Linked DNA regions of Canis lupus: region 1 is linked to region 2. A link is a contact called in public Hi-C data. All regions are on one chromosome and are shown on one strand. The core of a region is the stretch at or near the end of the contact, and the rest is flanking DNA. Distances in the headings are between cores, read along the strand shown.

Evidence for each region. A called contact is a pair of places that touch in the nucleus more often than the background predicts.
Region 1: a Hi-C map of blood shows a contact between it and region 2, with 2.3 times the contacts expected there. The contact joins the promoter of DCBLD2 here to the promoter of CLDND1 in region 2. A contact is called at or near these places in 2 of 9 Hi-C or Micro-C datasets (both in blood).

What each region holds. Positions count from the first base shown.
Region 1 is chr33:6,063,522-6,067,474 of UU_Cfam_GSD_1.0, reverse strand. DCBLD2 (discoidin, CUB and LCCL domain-containing protein 2) reads left to right here and starts at 2,288. Exons shown (of 17, transcript XM_038582558.1): 1 at 2,288-2,357. The coding sequence starts at 2,291.
Region 2 is chr33:5,742,268-5,746,105 of UU_Cfam_GSD_1.0, reverse strand. It overlaps CLDND1 (claudin domain-containing protein 1), which reads left to right and starts at 1,750. Exons shown (of 5, transcript XM_038582554.1): 1 at 1,750-1,907; 2 at 3,019-3,328. The coding sequence starts at 3,037. All of the region lies in intron 2 of GPR15 (G-protein coupled receptor 15), which reads right to left.

The DNA of each region.
Region 1 (3,953 bases), core at 1,039-3,538, 320 kb before region 2:
CCTTCTACTGTGGTATCGTGGCACGAGTCTAACTTCCAAACTGATGCTGACAGCAATGATTTTGTTCACTTCCTCCACAAAATGTAGGCTCCTCCTACTGAAATTTATATCCAGTGCCTACATGAGTCCCATACCACAGTAGGGTCCAACAGACATTCCAAAATTGCTTATTGGATAAACTTGGTAGAAGAGTTGAATGCATGAGGGCTTTATAGTGGAGTTGAACAGAATGACCTCCAGAGTCCTTTCCAATTCTTAGCTTTTCATTTGAAGGTACTAGTCCCTTCCATGGTTTTGAGTATCACATCCGTTTATTACTCTCACCCATGACTTCAAGGTACTCCTCAACCTAAACTTTGGACCAAAATGTCCACCTGTTTCAAATACTAGCAGCTGAGTGAGCCTCTCAAATTCAGTACGTCCGAAATTACTTCACTTGCCTGCACAACCCAATCCACCTTTCCAGTTTTCTGTATTTGTGGATGACACCATCCTCTTCTTAGGGGCCCATGTTAAAAACATTTTGGATGGCACCTTTCTCCTAAAACCAATCGCTGGGGCAGCCCCGGTGGGCCAACGGTTTAGCGCCGCCTGCAGCCCAGGGCCTGATCCTGGGGTCCCGGGATCGAGTCCCACATCGGGCTCCCTGGGTGAGGCCTGCTTCTCCCTCTGCCTGTGTCTCTGCCTCTCTCTCTAATAAATACATAAAATCTTAAAAAAATAAAATAAAACCAATCGCTGCCTCGTCCTGAGGATTTCCCTCCCCCACCAAACCAGTTGTCCTTGTCCTTGCATTTACCCACAGTTTCCATCTCTCACGAGCATTTGTTGCATCCTGACTTTCACGATGTATTTCCCTCTCTACCAACACTAGATCCTGGAGGATTTCTGTATTAGGGCTGTTAATCCCACAAGTGTCAGCATAGGGCTTGCAAGCGCATAGCAGGTGCTCAACACCTCTTGGAAGAATGGCTGAACGAATGCTGGGATGTTAGGTTTAAACTGCTGTGGGGGCATGGATCGTGCTATATGTGGTTTTGTTTTTTTTGTCCTGCTCCCAGTAGAGTAAAATAGTGGAAGGCATAGGAAAAAAGAAATACATATTTTTTTGAATTGAACCCTGTATTTTTTTAAAAATTTAACTCGGAGTTGCTGCAGCAATCGGCTGTAGTTTTCATTTAAAAACAAACAAAAAAAAACAAACGCCACACACGCTCTGCTTTTTTTTTTTTTTTTTTTTTTTTTCCTGTAAAAGGTTTCTCAGGCGCAGGCCCCAGCGACGAGCCTCCAGGAGCCTGGGCGCCCACCCCTCGCGGTGGCCTGATGCGCGGCGGGGAGGAGCGAGGCGGGCGGGGCAGCCCGGAAGGCCCGGCGAGGGCGGGCGGCCGCGGCGGCCGGAGCGGCTCGGGCTGCGGGCCCAACAATGAGCGGCGCGCGCGCCGGGCCGGGGGGGGCGGGCGGGGCGGGGCGGGGCCGGGGGCGGGGCCCGGGCGGGGGCGGGGCGACGCCTCCGTGGGCTGCAGGCGATTGGAGCCGAGCGACGGGGGGCGGCCCAGCCCCGGGAGAGGGCCGGGGAGCTAACGGGCCGCCCGCGGACGGAGCGCGCCGATTGGAGGGCGCGGAGGGAGACGCGCCGGAGCCGGCCGCCGATTGGCCGCGGCGGGCCGGGGGCGTGGCCAGTGCGCGCCGGAGGGAGCGCGAGGGAGCGGGCGGCCGGCCTGCCAGCCAGCCCCTCGGAGCCCGGGCGTGTGCCGCGAGCCGGGCCGGCGGAGGACCGCGGGGCGGGAGGCGCGAGCCCGGCTCCCGCGCAGCCGCCCGCCGCGGCTCCAGCGCCCCGCTCCCTTCGCTCTCCCGCCGCGCCCCGCTCTGGGGTCTCGGGGAGGGGGAGCGAGGGCAGGACCTGAGCGGGCGGCGAGAGCGGCGAGAGCGGCGAGAGCGGCGCGCGGGGCGGACGGGGTCCCGGCGCGGGGCTCAGCGCGGCCGCCGCTCGCTCTCCCGCCGCCGCCGCCGCCGCCGCCGCCGCCTCGCCCCGGGCGCCCGCACTATGCAGGCGGACCGCCGGCCGCCGCGATGGGGAGCGGGGCGCCGCTGAGAGCCGGGCTCAGCCCTCCCGCTCCGCGACTGCGGGCCGCGGCCGCCGCCGCCCCCGCCCCCGCCCGGGCCGCGCTCCCCCTCTCCCGCCCTCTCCCTCCCCGCGGCGGCGGCTGCTCCTCCTCCCCTCCTCCTCCTCCTCCTCCTCCTCCTCCTCCTCCCTCTCCTCCTCCTCCTCCCCCCCTCCTCCTCCTCCCCCATGCCTCTGTCCCTCCTGCTGCTCCTTATCCTGGTCCTGCTCCTCGAGGACGCCGGAGCCCAGCAAGGTGAGCGGGGCCCGGGAGGGTGCGGGGCCCCGGGACGTGAGCCGGAGGTGCAGATGCACGGGGGGGGGGGGGGGGTGCCTGGGACCCGGTGGGACCTCGCGGGACCGGGCGGCACCCGGCCGGACCCTCCCCTCGCGGGCTTCAGCTGCAAAGGTGGGCTCTGCCTGTGCCCCCCCCCCCCCCCACACACCTGGCGCGCCTTTACTTTTTGACAAAGCCTCTGGCTTTCCTGAAAAGAGAGAAGCGAGACCCGGCTAGGAAGGCCTCCCTCTTGGTAGTGGATTCTTCTCGGGGGAACCTTTGGGAGGAAAAAGAGAAGTTTTGGAGGCGTGATTCCCGAAAGTTAGGCTAAGATGATGGAGAGCCCAGGAGGGCAAGATAATTAAAGAGCGTCTTAAACTAATTGAAGGCAACTGGCGACACTTCTCTTTCGTGGAAATGCTCAGGTTCACACGCGAATGGCCCTGACTGTGGGTAGCTTTGAGCCTTGGGCTCGGGCCTTGCGGTTCAAGGCCCCTTCTGTGACCCCTGGTGGGCTGGGCGGCCTGGGTGCCCCGCCTACGAGCTGTGCTCCCAGATGGAGCACTCCGAGTTACAAGGGTAAGGAGCCCTTTCAGAAAGTGACAAAACTTTCTTTCCCCTACAGACCTTGAAATACCTATTTCAGAATCGAGCAAAACTTATTGAATAATGATCATAATGGAAAGAGAATGCAGGGCCCATTCCTACCCCCCCCCCCCACACCCTTTAGTACTATTTTCAGGCAGCGAACCGCAATGTTTTAATCAGTTTGGCATCAGTTATTGAACACATTTTTCCATTGCATTTCCGTTTTTACTGCAGTGAGAAGGATATGGCTTGGTTTGTTACTTATTGCTGGGAAGATTTTTAAGTTGATCTCCATGTTTAAGTCCAGCTTAAATGTTGCTCTCGAATGGTTTTCAGTAAAGTGTGGAATCATGGCCATAAGCCTGTCATTATGAAGATGCTGAAACTTTGACAGGCATGTGGAAGTATAATCTAACAATAAAGAGAAATATATTTTGCAAACTGACTTCTTTTTGTTCTAGGCACATTCCTACATGTCTAACTTAAAATGTAGAGGCTTAGCGTTCAGGTTTTTAGTTAGATCGTCTTCTTAAATAAATTCTTAAACAGCAGCATTTACTAAATTAAAATGTTGAATCCTTACCCCCAACTGAAGTTTTCGAGTGTATGCTTATATTTTCCTTCTAGTAGGAGGAGGAAAAAAAAAAAAAAAACCAGGAAGGCTTATATACGACCAGCGCTAATTGGGACTTAACTTTGTGGCAGGCGGGCACAATGCTAAGTGGTTTCTCTGTATTAAGACACTTAATCCTTACCATACCCACCTGAGATAAATCGCCTTATCCCATTTCAAACAGAAAGGAACTGAGACACAAAAAATATAAAGTACAGAAAGGAATGTAACTACATAAACAGAATAATCTATTCCTTGATACAGAAAGGAATGTAGCTACCTAAGCAGAATATTCAGTTTTGCTTATTTCTAGGGTGAGAGTGTTTCTATCATGTTTTTAAAAAAATCTTTTTAGAATTTCCTGAACTTGGCCT
Region 2 (3,838 bases), core at 501-3,000:
TTGGACATTTTATATGCATTTTTTTCATTTAATCCTCACCATGGTCATTTGGGAAAGGGGGTATTATCAGCATTCATATTTTGGAGAAAAGAAAATTGAGATTTAAGAGGTTAGCTAAGTTGTCTAACATCACAAACCTAGTCAGTGCACCTCATCATTCAAGTCAGTTATTCACCCTGGGCTCAGCTTCCCTGACTATGAATCGAGGTGTTATCTTCCTCTTCCTCTTTCAGACTTCCCTTTTACCTGGGTTTATTTACCATGTGATTTCACCAGAGAGATAGTTCTGAAGGTAGGGGATTTCTAATGGAGGCCAATGGACAAAGATATTTCCTGGTATATAAACAAATTTGGGAAGAATCAAATTGCACATAAATACTTTGCCTACGTACCTCCACCACTTTCTCTAGTTGGTGCGTCTGACAAAGTTCTCCTCTGATCAGGCATTCTACATGAAAATCCAGTTATATTTTAATATTGTATTTGGCTATTACTTTATTTTATTTATGACCTGGATATGAATATCAGTTGGCCAACTCAGGCAAAAGAAATATAATTCCAGAGAAACAGATACCATCTGTCAGGATGGTAGGAATTTAATATCAACTTTGAGATGAATTGCAAGGCATTTGGGGATGGCTCAGGTCTGAGAGCTTTTCTGGTCCTTGAGTTAGCTGTCTCTGTAGGTATCTGTTGAGAAATCCATCATTTACCCGCCCTCGGTCATGTTCAGGGGTCCACACACATTATGGCGAAGATGTCTCTGCTTTCTGTCAATGAATTTCTGTGCAATACTTGGAGGCTTAGAGTCATTCTGTTACTGCCGTGAACGCATGGCCATCTGCAAATTCTGAGGCTGTCTGTGACCTTTTTTGCTTAAGGCCGCATTCCCCCAAATTCAGTCTTTTTCACACTACCTAAACAATTTCTTAAATTCAGGTATTTTTTGACATATCTGGCATCGTCAGTATTATAACTTAACACTTGAATTTCACTGGAATTGAGTTTAAAATGAAACTTTACTACATGAAATAGAAAAACCAGTATCACTTGCCACAAAGAGAAGGCAGCCACTAACGTCAGTCAGGCGAAATCCAAACAACGTCGTTCCATTCTAGGCGGGCCCCGTCAAGTCACATCCCTCCCAGTCTACACTTCAGCAGTAAAACCAGAAAGACTATCTGCCTCAACGGGGAGAGAACATAAATAGGCTGATATTTCAAGAGTGTAACCTTATTGCTGTTGACACGGTTAGAGGTAGGGTGTGCGACAAGGGAGAGCACAGGACTGGGAAACCTGTTTTGTCAGTGGCACGCAGTGACTGGCGGTGGCCAGGGACAGGTCGTCTCGGTCGGCGGAGCCGTGTTCCTTCCTTCCTAGAAAATACGGTGCCAGGGACGCCCGGGGGTGGGGTGGGGGGGCTCGGCGGTGGAGCGCCCGCCTTCGGCCCAGGACCTGGGATCGAGTCCCACGTCGGGCTCCCCGCATGGAGCCTGCTTGCTTCTCCCTCCGCCTGTGTCTCTGCCTCTCTCTCTCTCTCTTTCTCTCTTCATTAATAATAAAAATAAATAAATAAAAAGAAAAGAACACACGATTCCACCAGCGCTGCGGCGCGCTCCGGGGCCCCCGCCTTCCCTCCGCAGGGGACTACAACCCCCACAGTGCACCGCGCGGCGCCAGCCATGCGGGCCGCCGCGTCCCACAGCTCTGCGTCCGTCCCTCCTACAACTCCCACAAGCCCCCTGGGCCTCGGGGCCCGGCCCGGCGTCGGCTGGAGGCGGAGGCGGAGGCGCGGGAGTTATGGAGGGGGCGGGATCTGCAGGGAAGTGCGTCAGAGAAGGCGCGGGGAGAGTAGGGCGCTGTGGTCTGAGCCGGAGGGGGAAGCTGGCGGGGCCCGAGGATGGGCGGTGAGTGAGCGGGGTCGGCGTCGCCGGGTCGGCGGGCGTTGGCGGCGCTCGGAGGAGGGGCGGGTCCCGCGCCGCGGCGGGCTTGCCCTCGGGCCGGGCGGTCTGGGGAGGGGCCTGGCGCCCCGGGCCCTGGCCGCGACCTGGCCGCGACCTGCCGTGACCCGGCCGCGACCCGGCCGCGACCTGCGCGGAGACGGCGCCGGGTGTCCGGCCCGGGCCCGGGCAGCCGGCCGCCCTGGGTGCCGGCACCTCCGGAGGTCACGGAGGGCCCCGGGATGGACGGGGCCGGGGCCGGGAGAACCCGGGAGCAACTTCGGGAGCGGAGGCCCCGCCGCCTGCGAGCGCTGCGGCCGCAGGGGCGAGGCGGCCCGTGCGCCCCGAGGGTCCGGCGCGGCCCGTGCGCCCCGAGCGCGCTCGTTTTGCCGGATTCAGTTTTCTTTCCGGCTGAGGAGGGATCTTTCAGTTTGCGGATGCGGAGATGCGAGAGTGTGGGGGGCGGGGGGGGGCGGGGGGCGGAGACCCGGCGGCGCCCCGGGAGCTGCAGGCGGCCCAGCCTTGCCCGCAGCCCCGCAGCCCCGCAGCCTCGCAGCCCTCAGCGCTCTGCCAAACCGCTCCAGACTCTCCACCTCGTCGGAGGTTTTCCTCCTCGGAGGAATCTGGGAGGAGCCAGTTTCTCTGCTTCCCCACACTCCAAGCCCGAGAGAACCCCTCAATGCTCTGCAGCTTGAATGAAAATTCAGACTGTCGCGAAGACCTGGTGTCCGGCGCCCCCTGACCCTGAGCATGTGTGTTGTTCGTGCCCGTAATGTGTATGTCCATTTCAGTGTTGTCTGTTTTAGTGTGCAGGTGATAGACTAGAGAACAAGACCTCTGTCTCCGTAGCATCCTGGGTATGTGAGCATCGAATAAGTACTTTCGTGATAATGAGCTTTTATTTTGAACTTAAGAACATGCTTGCCCTTATTTATTTTTATTCCTTAATGACTGCGCGTTGCTTTAAGGGCCAAGGGGTGGGGAACAGGATAAAGGGCGATTTTGAGAGAATTCGTTCCAGAATAATCTGTATTCGTCCTCGAAGTCTGACTTTCTTCTTTCTCCAACTTTCAAACAGAGCAGTCTGAATGCCAGAATGGATAACCGTTTTGCTACAGCATTTGTAATTGCTTGTGTGCTTAGCCTCATTTCCACCATCTACATGGCAGCCTCCATTGGCACAGACTTCTGGTATGAATATCGGAGTCCGGTTCAAGAAAACTCCAGTGATTTGAACAAAAGCATCTGGACCGACTTTGCCAGTGACGAGGCAGATGAAAAGACTTACAATGATGCACTTTTCCGATTTAATGGCACCATGGGATTGTGGAGACGGTGTATCACTATACCTCAAAACACATACTGGTATAGCCCACCAGAAAGGACAGGTATTTCTCTTATTTTAACTTCTGTCTATTTCACCTACTCAAAAATAAACAGTGATGTGATGATGACCCACTTATGTATAAGCAGGTTTGTGGGTTTTTTTTTCTCTCCAAAGAAATAGACCTACGTGTCTCCTCTCTCTCTCTACCACGTACATTCGCTGCCTAACTTCTATGATTTACCGTGATACTCCTTAATAGTGGTTGGATAAGTAACTGTCCTTATCTTGGGAAAGCCATTTTTTTTTTTTATTTTTATTTTATTTTTATTTTTTTTTATTTTTTATTTTTTTATTTTTTTTTTTTGGGAAAGCCATTTTAAATCTCTACTTACTCAGGAAAGTTCTTTTTATTTATCTCACACGTGTCATGAGGAAATGATTTGAAGAATACATCGGGAGACTTAAAATATTTGGTAATTGGTAAAAGGATTAGTATCCAGATCAAATCAACAAATACGAACTGATAATCTTTTTCTGTGTTAGCTGTGTTTTGGTCGTTATTGTCATTTGC